Regions from separate parts of the Mus musculus genome. Here region 1 is linked to region 2. The links are chromatin contacts, called in public HiChIP or PLAC-seq maps. All regions are on one chromosome and are shown on one strand. Each heading gives the region's core, a stretch centred on a gene start, on an enhancer-like site or on the middle of the called end of the contact. The rest is flanking DNA. Distances are from core to core; before and after follow the strand shown.

Region 1 (4,812 bases), core at 123-2,622, 180 kb before region 2:
ACTTGGGAACTTGAAATGCTGGATTCTCTGGCCCCTCCTTACATTGCTTGAATTAGAAGTTCAGAGGTTTAGGTCTAGTGGTCACCTTCCACAAGCAAGATTCTGATGCACTAAGGACTTGAAGCCATTGCCCTTAAAGATAGCAGCACACAACTAATGTTGTATTGAATTCATCAATGAATTTCTGCTGAGTTGTGTATTTCATCCAAGTGGGGAAAGTTCTACAAACTCCTACAAAGCCCAAGATGTTATTGGTCAGGGTGGAAACGGGCAAACAGCCCCCTGGGAGGTTAGGATTCAAGTCTCACATTAATTTTGAAATCTTTATTTCTTGCTCTGACTTTGGCTGTGATGATGGCTCCATTAGGAAACCTCTCCTCTCCATCCTAGGTTTGTGTCACATGTTCTAGCTCATCACTCCACTGCTTGTCATTGTTTGGGCTTGTTTTCCCAATTCTGAGCCAGAGAGAGGAGAGACGTTTGCCTTTTTGTTTGTCCTTGAGTTCCCAGAATCTGGTAGTTAGAAATTCAGCAAATCTGTAATTGACCGAACACTTAGCTCACCTTTGCTGGGAAAGAGCCATTATGGCCTGAGGTGGTTGCTCTTCTGGTTGCCCTGAGCCTTATTCTATCTCCTTCTTTCCAACTGTAGCTGCTGGGCCATTATAAATGCTGGATATTCAGGCTACGGTGAACTCTGAAGTGGTCTTCAGCATCACACCATATCACAGTCAACACCACATCCATTGATACTTCACAGTCTGCTACCCCGTGCTTCTACCCCAGAATTCAATACCCACCATATGGGGGTGGTCCATCATGTTCTAGTGTACCCTCGCTATACAAGAGGCCACAGTGAATGACTTTCACTGACTGATTTATTCATCATTCCAACATCAGCTATGTAAGGCTATTATAGAGATGAAGGAAAACCAAGCCAAAAAGCAGTGACTTGCCTGAGTTATAGAGCTAGTGGGTAGCTGGGGTTCAGCTTGGATCTATGGCATCAGACTTCCAACAGATATCTTTCTACCTCTGTTGCCTCTTCATTGAACTAAAATGTTTGGCATTTTTTTCCCTGTAAGTAATTAGAGCCATTGACTATCTGATGCTTCTGGGAACTGGCAGGATGTTTCCTATTTCATTGTAGGTAAGTGCCTCCTCTCTCTTGCCACACCGACTCATTTGATTTCATTGGCATCTGCTTTTCCAGATGAGGGTTACAAAGTCACTGCTGCACCCCATAAATCCTTCTTTGGCATTTCCTCACAGCTGTGCCGGTTGACAGCTCTGAATCACCATCACAGTGGAGATGCCAGAAGAGCTGGCACTGTCATAGCATGTCACTTGTACAGCCAGTGATGGCTGACGGCTGCTTGAGTGCACCTGCACCACAGGGAGGCCTGTCCACCCTGCCTGGCTGATCAGAGAGGACGCTGTGGTGACAAAGGGATTCTGCTTCCAGTGAGGTATGCCTGGGGATGAAATATGTCCCCACATCAACTTTTGCTCAATCAATCCAGAGCAGCAAAAACTTGAAAGAAAAGTAATTTCTTGCCTGAAACTTTGTGCCAAAAAAAGAACACAATGTTCACTGAAACATTTTAATAATGGCCAAAAAATAGAGAATTGGCTGAACCTTTAGTTGGCATCTTTCATAAGCAGAGATATTATATAGATATTAAGACAATAGGAGGCAAAATGGAATTTTTGTAATAAATTGGTTAGAAAATTAAGTTACAAAGTCTTAGTATACCAGAAGCCTCTTTTCTTTCAGAAAAGTTTTGACTAGAGAGATGAATGAGTGGGTGTGGAAGGTTCTCAGAAAGACATGTCGGAGAGTCTGCATAAGAAATATGACACAAGAAAACCGAGAGATTTATACTGACATTCGCCTAAAAATCCTTTGTCTTATCTTTTTATTGTTTAATAATAAATGTGCTGCTTTTGTTAATATGTAGTTATTAATACCAATCAACCTTGGTCTGAGTACAAATCAAGAGCTCAACTATCACCCATGCTTCTTCTTCACATCCTCTTCATTTATTCAAAATGGATGTCCTTAAGAAACACTGTCATCCATCCATCCATCCATCCATCCATCCATCCATCCATCCACCCACCCACATAACTGCCCACACATCTATTCGTCCATCTGCCCACCCACCCACTCTCACATCCATCCATCTGTGTAGCCACCATCCTTCCAGTCCTCTACACATTCTTATATCCATTTAAGAAGCAGAATCTGTGTAGGCTTCAGGTGGTGCTTAAACAATGCTCTGTGATGTTTTTGTCTTCATGTCATGTCCAGTCACAATAGCTATTTTAGTGTTGTGATTTTCCTAGATTTTGGAGCTCCTGAGTTGATATGTCACCACGTTTCCCTTTGTTATTGTTAATTACTATTCATGCTTCAGAACTTCTACACATCACCTTTCTCTCATCGTAGACTCCTCCTTCCAACATCATGGCATATGTAGTAAACTTTCCAATGTGTATGAAAGTGTCTTTTGACTGGATTGTGTACCAACTGACGCAAGGACTAAATGTTCCATCTCTGAGGAACTGGCCAGTAGAAGGACAGTCTGTTTCTTTCACAAATATGTTTCTAAGCCCAAAGGGAGACTTGGCTAGCAACCTTGCTGTCATTGTTTGATCAAACAGGCACTCACTAAGTATTTATTATCCCCCCCTCCCCAATCAAGAGTGATCAAGATAGTTCCTCCCTCTAGGGGAATGAAGGCTTGGAGGAGATGGAAACACATGTAAAGGGTCTGTGAAACAAACTAATGTCCTAGCATAGCCTAGACAGCCAGTCTTTCCAATCATACATGGAGCTCATTGAAAGCCATCATCCTGTTCACATTGACGACAACATAGTGTTTTCTCAATAGATGTCTGTTAGAGACAGCTGTTCTAGTAGCTTTATTGATAGAACCCTTTTAGTTGACAGTAATTTTTAACAAGGATTTAGTAAGAATTTGGTCATTCTCATAATACTATGAAATAGCTGATTCCCATTTTATAAGTAAAAGAGGTAAATGCCTTAGCTCAAACCACTTAGCCAGAAATACTTAAACTGAGGCAACTAGACTATAGGATGCTATACTTTTCTCTTGAATTAACCCACCAGTAATGATAGTGTGCTTATTGCATGCCAGAAGCCATTCCAGACTGGAGGAGTGCACTTGAAAGAAGCGATAAGCAGAATATCAGATGACTCTATACTTAGTGAAACTCTGAAACAGATGTCCAAAGTACAGATTATCCCAGAGGCATGGACAACCATGCGTGAGGGTGGAGGAGAAGCAAGATAACCAAAGGCTTCCAGGCATGGAAGGGCAAGTGCAAGGGCATGGATGTAGGCTGGAGCAAGTCTAGACTGGCCGCTGCGTAAGGCTTCCCGTCTTCATGGCATTTCTCAGGGGTGAAGGAACATATGACGAACCTCCATTTTCAGAATCCCAAAGAGCACCTGAACTGGGCCCTCGGTGAAAGTGGGAAAAGTCAGTAATGTTGGCTCTATGTCTCCAAGAAAGAGGGAAAACTGGATTTCTAGAAGACCCTGGAAGGTTGAATTGAAGATGATTCCAACTTGCAAGGAGTAGCCAAAGATGAGCAAAGGGGAATGAACTGATGTTTTTACCAAGACAGCTTGGCTCCAGGCCCCATCTGAAACCTCTTCTATTAGCAGAATGCAAAAGCCCCTACCTCAGACTAAGGTGCTGTGGAGTTGCTAGGATATAGATATATTTATCCACAATCACAGGCATTTGGAACAAGAACAGCCCACTCTATCCACACATGAGACTGTATTCTGGGGAGGCAATCAACATGAGGCTCTCTGGGGATTTGGAAATGAGCTAGGGGGGTAGATAATTGCCTTGGGGTGCCTCAGCTGAAGGTTTCCCATGTTTTGCTATAAGGTTTATTTTTTGTTTTTTTGTAGTTGTAGTGAACTTGATTTGCTTTGGCCCCCTTTTCGGCTTTCAAATTCAGTTGTGATTTGCACCAACATTTTTGAACTTAAGAAAACATGAGAAAAAAAAATTTCAGATCTTCCTACTCAACACTCTCCAGAGTTCCCTGTCTGGATGTCCTAGGGCCTAAATGCCCTCAGGGCAAATAGGACAAGGAGCGTGGGAAGCACTTTGCAGAGAATGATGGCTAGAACAGGTGGAGATCCTGGTCCGAGGAGTGTCATGTACCAGAAGATGGCTGCTTCTGAAATAGTCCAAAGAGATAGGGACTGCCTTGTATGAAACTATAGGACTCAGCACTGATCCACTGCCCACATCCCAACCAGACACTTAGCTTCCAAACCCCTCAAGTGGAGAGTGCTTGTAATCCCAGATGCCTGGGAGGCTAAGGCAGGGGGATCACAGAGTCAGTCTGTCTTAAAAACAAATTTAATTAGATTTTATGCAAATCAGTGGCTGCCTCAAGACAGACCCCAGTGGCCTGGCTCCCTGATTTTTAGACCTTGTCTAAATTATTAAGATTTCGAAAGCAAATCAATATTCTCCATCAGAGTCTTCCCAATAAAAAGTTGTACCATGATCTTGGCATCATAGTCACCTAGTAGTTTTCAGGCACTCCTTTGAGTGACCCAAGGCTACAGGATGGATAATGAATCACATAGTTGCTCACCCCAAATTCCCATAAAGACTGCAGAAAAATAAACTCCTCTTTGGCTGGAGGTAATATTTCAATGGACAAACAATCTTCTATGTAATTATTGGCAGCAAGGGTGACTTAATCTTAACACTTCTGAAACTCTATTTCAGGCCACTAACTACTGCCCCCCCC
Region 2 (4,477 bases), core at 299-2,798:
ATAATGACAGTAGGGCAGTGAAAGCCGAGGGAAGTGGGCTGCAGGAGGGGCCGGGGAGCTGCCCCCGAGATCTGAAACAGGATCCATTTGTGTCAGGTTCTCTGCATCAGCTTCTCCAGCCCTTGGCTCGGAGTATCCTCCGCAGACTCAGACCCTTCCTTAGCTACTTTGCTTTTTTTGGCCTTATTTATTATTATTATTATTATTATTATTATTATTATTGCTACTACTGTGCTACTGTTAAAACTTCCAATAATAACACATAATGCAATGCACACAACACCATCTGAGAAACAACCCTACCTACTTAACCCTCTCTTCTCTTGAAGTTTTTCCTCAGCTTCGGGAAGCTAAGATGGGCAGGGTGGGGGCACTGTTCAGTTCTTCCTGGAGCTGTGCATGTACTTAGCTGGCAGTGAAAATGGTTGAGCTTAGAGGAAAGACAATCCTAGTCTTGTATGTGGGAAACTTGACTCTTGCAGCATCTATGATGCCCTTAAAAGAGGAGTGGTGACTTCGACTTCACAAGAATACCAATTAGATGTTACCCCCCATACCATGCTCTCTATCTGCCTCTTCATGGAGGACAAAGGTGATTCCTTTGCAAAGCAGGCATTCTACAAATATTACTTTCCCTCCTTGCCACATTTGAAAGCACTGAGACTAAAAAACATGCATGTCTGCTTTTATCATTGGGTTAAAAGTCCACAGGAAACTGTGGGGTTGTCTAGCGACCACTTGTTCACCCCAGTCAAATGTTACAAAGTGACAGTCAACGAAAATAAACTAGTAGCTGAGAGGGGAAAAAAAGACTCTTCCTCTAAACTCTAAAAGAGAATGACATCCAGAAAATCAAATGTTTCTCAAAGAATCAACAATATTTTTGATGATGGAAGGATGAATAATCAAACATATGGATTACATTTCCGTATACTGTGTAGCACCTAAGATCCCAGAGGGAAGGGAGGGTGCTAGTAAAAATGTTTTTCATGTTTTATTAAAACCTCAAGTTTCTGAGAACTAATTTTATGACTAACACACAGACATACATCCTCTCACATGCTGGGAGGGGGGAGGGAAAGGGAGGGGGAGGAGAAGAGAGGAAAAGGAAGAGGAGAGAGGGGGAGGCAGAGAGGGGGGAGAAGGGGGAGAGGAGGGGAGGAGAGAGAGGGAGAGGGACAGGGAGAGGGACAGGGACAGGGACAGGGACAGGGAGAGGGAGAGGGACAGGGAGAGGGACAGGGAGAGACTGTTCGAGACTGTTCAACTGTCAAAGAATATACTTTAAAAAGTGTTTCCTCCTCAAAGCTTCTTCCTTGCGCCAGTCAGCCCCAATTCCTCAGTGCTCACCTCAGTCATTAGAAATTTGCGAGGCACAGTGAACTTGGCTCTCAAGCTCTGCTCACTTTCCTAGTGTGGAACCCTAAACTCTGTATTCTCTTTCAACAGGTGAAACGGTCCGTGTCGCACAGAGAATCTGAGTGCCCAATGGAGCAAAACATGCGAAAGCACCTTTCGACTGCTCAGTGCAGCTCCTTTAACTTCCTGGAATTGCCCTGCAGCTCACATAGCCATTCTTACTCTTCTGACACCATCCTGTGTGTCCCTAGGCAGACAACTCTGTGCCCGGTGTTTATTAGAAGGTGGGATGGTGTGGATACTGACAGTACCTGTGTCACACAGTGGAAATCACAATGAAATCAATGAAGAACTGTAAAGTACTTAGGAGCAACCTTGCCAAAATTTAAAAGAAATGAGGAATAGAGGAAGGGAGGGGAGGGGGAGAAACAGCCTATCATCGGGGAACTAGGAGGATGCTGGGATCGATGTTCAGTCCTTGATGTGGACTCTCCAATTTTCCCAGAGACATTTTCGAAAATGCAAACAATCCCAAAAGGCATGAATAACATTCAGTTCAGGGTGCACTTGCGGCACTGTATACGTACGAGTACTGTATACAGGATCACACACTGAGGAGTTACTGCTCATGCGCAGAGAAACCTCTGACATCCTGGAAGGAGGTGTAGGGGTGCCGATGAAATGAACAGACAAGAAGTGGGGAAATTGAAGCAAGGGGCCCAGGAGCGAGGTTTCCCTGCTGTGGCCTTGGCCTTAGGCAGACCGCTTGTAACCTTGGATTGAGCATTCAGCACAGAGTTTGAAAGAATTCTCACAGTGACAATAAGGCTATTGTGAGGGAAAAGAAACGCTGTGCTAGAGCACCTTAGTCTACTCTGCACTCCACATCTGGTCCAGAGCCGCCCAACTGCTGCCCTCTGAGCAGACAGGAACTGCCGATTCATGAAAAGGGGAAATCAGTAGGCTGCTTCCTCTGTTCGGTTAAAAAAGAGGATTTTTGTGGAGACCACACTGCACTCACTCATCCCAAGTGCATTTCCTCTCCCTGTGACATCGACAGTTGCCAGCAGCTAGCCGTGGCCCGATGACTAATTCTTCCTCCGGCAGAAAGAAACCAGACCTGGCCATTCAGTTCCCCCTTTCAATGCCCTGATTCTCACTGGACCCAGGTTCTCTGAGACACGGAGGAAATTTTCAGCTCTGGTTGCATCCATCAGCCACTCAGCCACTAAAGGAGACAGGAGAGAGAGAGGGAGAGAGAGGGAGAGAGGGAGAGAAGGAGAGAAGGAGAGAGAGAGAGAGAGAGAGAGAGAGACAGAGACAGAGACAGAGACAGAGACAGAGTCAGAGAGAGACAGAGGGAGAGAGAGAGAGAGGGGGAGAGAGAGAGAGAGAGAGAGAGAGAGAGAGAGAGAGAGAGAGAGAGAGAACGAACAAAGCCCTCTTCCTGATCCCGGCAGAAGCCAAAGGCAGGGAGTAACTCTACCATCCATCCAAATGCTGCAACTAGAAGTCTGGGCCAAGAGGGTGGTGTGTGGGAGAGGTGGGCGGCTCCTGGGCTGCCTCCCAGGGATGGGGGACAGCTCAGCATGAGTCAGTCAGTCCCCTGTACTCCAAGCATCTCTGGTAACTGCATTCATTCTGGAGAGCCCCTTCAGGAGGGAGCCTTTCTTTCCTGCAGGGGCTAAGGCACATTAGTGAAAGGGTGGTGTGTCATCAGTGTTTTGACACATACTGTGGTTGAAGCACCTGGCTACACACGACAGAGCTCTGATAGACAAGGACCAGGTCTGTACCCAAGGCTGGATGCAGCTAAGTTCCCACACTGATACAGATAAAGGCTATTATCACTTAATCAAAGCCCACCAGCTCCCACCACTATCCCACCACTATTTAGAGCTGGTTCTAAAAACCCTTCTCTGAAGACATTAAACATTATGAGCTCTCAAATGAACAGGAAACCAGGCTCGGTATTAAATAAACAATTTCTCCCCTACTTACCTCTACTTTCCCACTGCAAAATGGGGACAACATTCACATCAGTTATGGGTTTGAGAACCACAGCAAAAGTCTGAACAAGTGGTTGTAGCCACTGGTAGCTGCTGCCCTTGCTCAAGTAAATTACCTCACTTATGCTCATACAGAAATACTAATTAATTAAATGCTGTGGTCCACAGAAGAAAAAGACATAAAAGGAGGAGGGGTATTTGTTGGGAAGGAGAGGTTTGCCAGAAAGGGGTAAGGATATGAAAGAATAATATGGGGTATAATCAAGTCTATTACCTCTCTAAAGCATATATATATATATATATATATATATATATATGTATATGTATATGTACATATATATGTAAAAAGTTGTGAAACAATCTATCATGCTTTTACAAAAAATAATTTAGAATGTGGTTTGACTCTTAGCTCCGCCTCTGGTTCACTGTGCTTACTGACACTGGGCCAGGTTCTTAATAGCTCAGAGTCCTAGCTCTACTTTTAATTTGCTGTGCAAACTGGAGCCTATTTCTTGGCCTCTCTGAGCTTCAGTTTCATCCCATTATGAGAATCATTAAGCAAACTCAGTCTCCGAGTTTTATGACAACAATCACATAATAACAAAACCTGCTTCCTTATTTTTAAATCCAAGAAAATAATAAACATTTTCTCACTGCAAAGAGTAAACAACATTTAAAAGTTGTCTAATAAGCCGGCTCTGGTGACAGAGGTCTGTTATCACAGCTACTTGGGAGGGGAACATAGGAGGGTGGCATGTTTAACATGACCTTGGATTACAGAGTGAGTTCAGGGGTAACCTGGACAAACTGGCAAAAAAAAAAAAAAAAAAAAAAAAGGTTTAAAAGCGGGCTGTGGATGTAGTTCAATGGTAGAGAAGCCCTTGTTTATCATATATAAAACCCAGTATTGAAAAGAAGAGGAGGAGGAAGAAGAAGAGGAGGAGGAAGAAGAGGAGGAGGAGGAAGAGGAGGGTGAGGAAGAAGGAAAGCCTAATGCAGTAGTTCAGTCATGGATATTATTATTAATGGCCATTACACAAACCGTAACTGGTGAACTTTAAAAATAATTAGTGGTTTGACTATAATTACCATTTTCTTCAGTGCAGGAT

What was found. HiChIP or PLAC-seq counts read pairs in DNA pulled down with a chosen protein or histone mark.
Region 1: a BATF HiChIP or PLAC-seq map of CD8 T cells shows a contact between it and region 2, with 8 read pairs. The contact joins two enhancer-like sites. A contact is called at or near these places in 2 of 15 datasets of contacts at CTCF or cohesin (the NIH/3T3 cell line and large pre-B cells), 4 of 484 Hi-C or Micro-C datasets (bone marrow-derived macrophages, nephron progenitors, regulatory T cells and 1 more) and 5 of 115 datasets of contacts at active chromatin or transcription factors (CD8 T cells, bone marrow-derived macrophages, effector CD8 T cells and 2 more).

The regions. Positions count from the first base shown.
Region 1 is chr4:95,286,976-95,291,787 of GRCm38.p6, reverse strand. No RefSeq gene overlaps it. Among named protein-coding and RNA genes, the nearest start is that of Gm32240, 81 kb to the right of the region's middle. Within about 2 kb of position 1,372, at least 8 of the 459 cell types and tissues checked have an H3K27ac peak or open chromatin away from gene starts, as enhancers often do. A contact at or near this core is called in CD8 T cells, where this site is marked.
Region 2 is chr4:95,104,047-95,108,523 of GRCm38.p6, reverse strand. All of the region lies in intron 1 of Junos (a long non-coding RNA gene), which reads right to left. Among named protein-coding and RNA genes, the nearest start is that of Junos, 54 kb to the right of the region's middle. Within about 2 kb of position 1,548, at least 285 of the 459 cell types and tissues checked have an H3K27ac peak or open chromatin away from gene starts, as enhancers often do. A contact at or near this core is called in CD8 T cells, where this site is marked.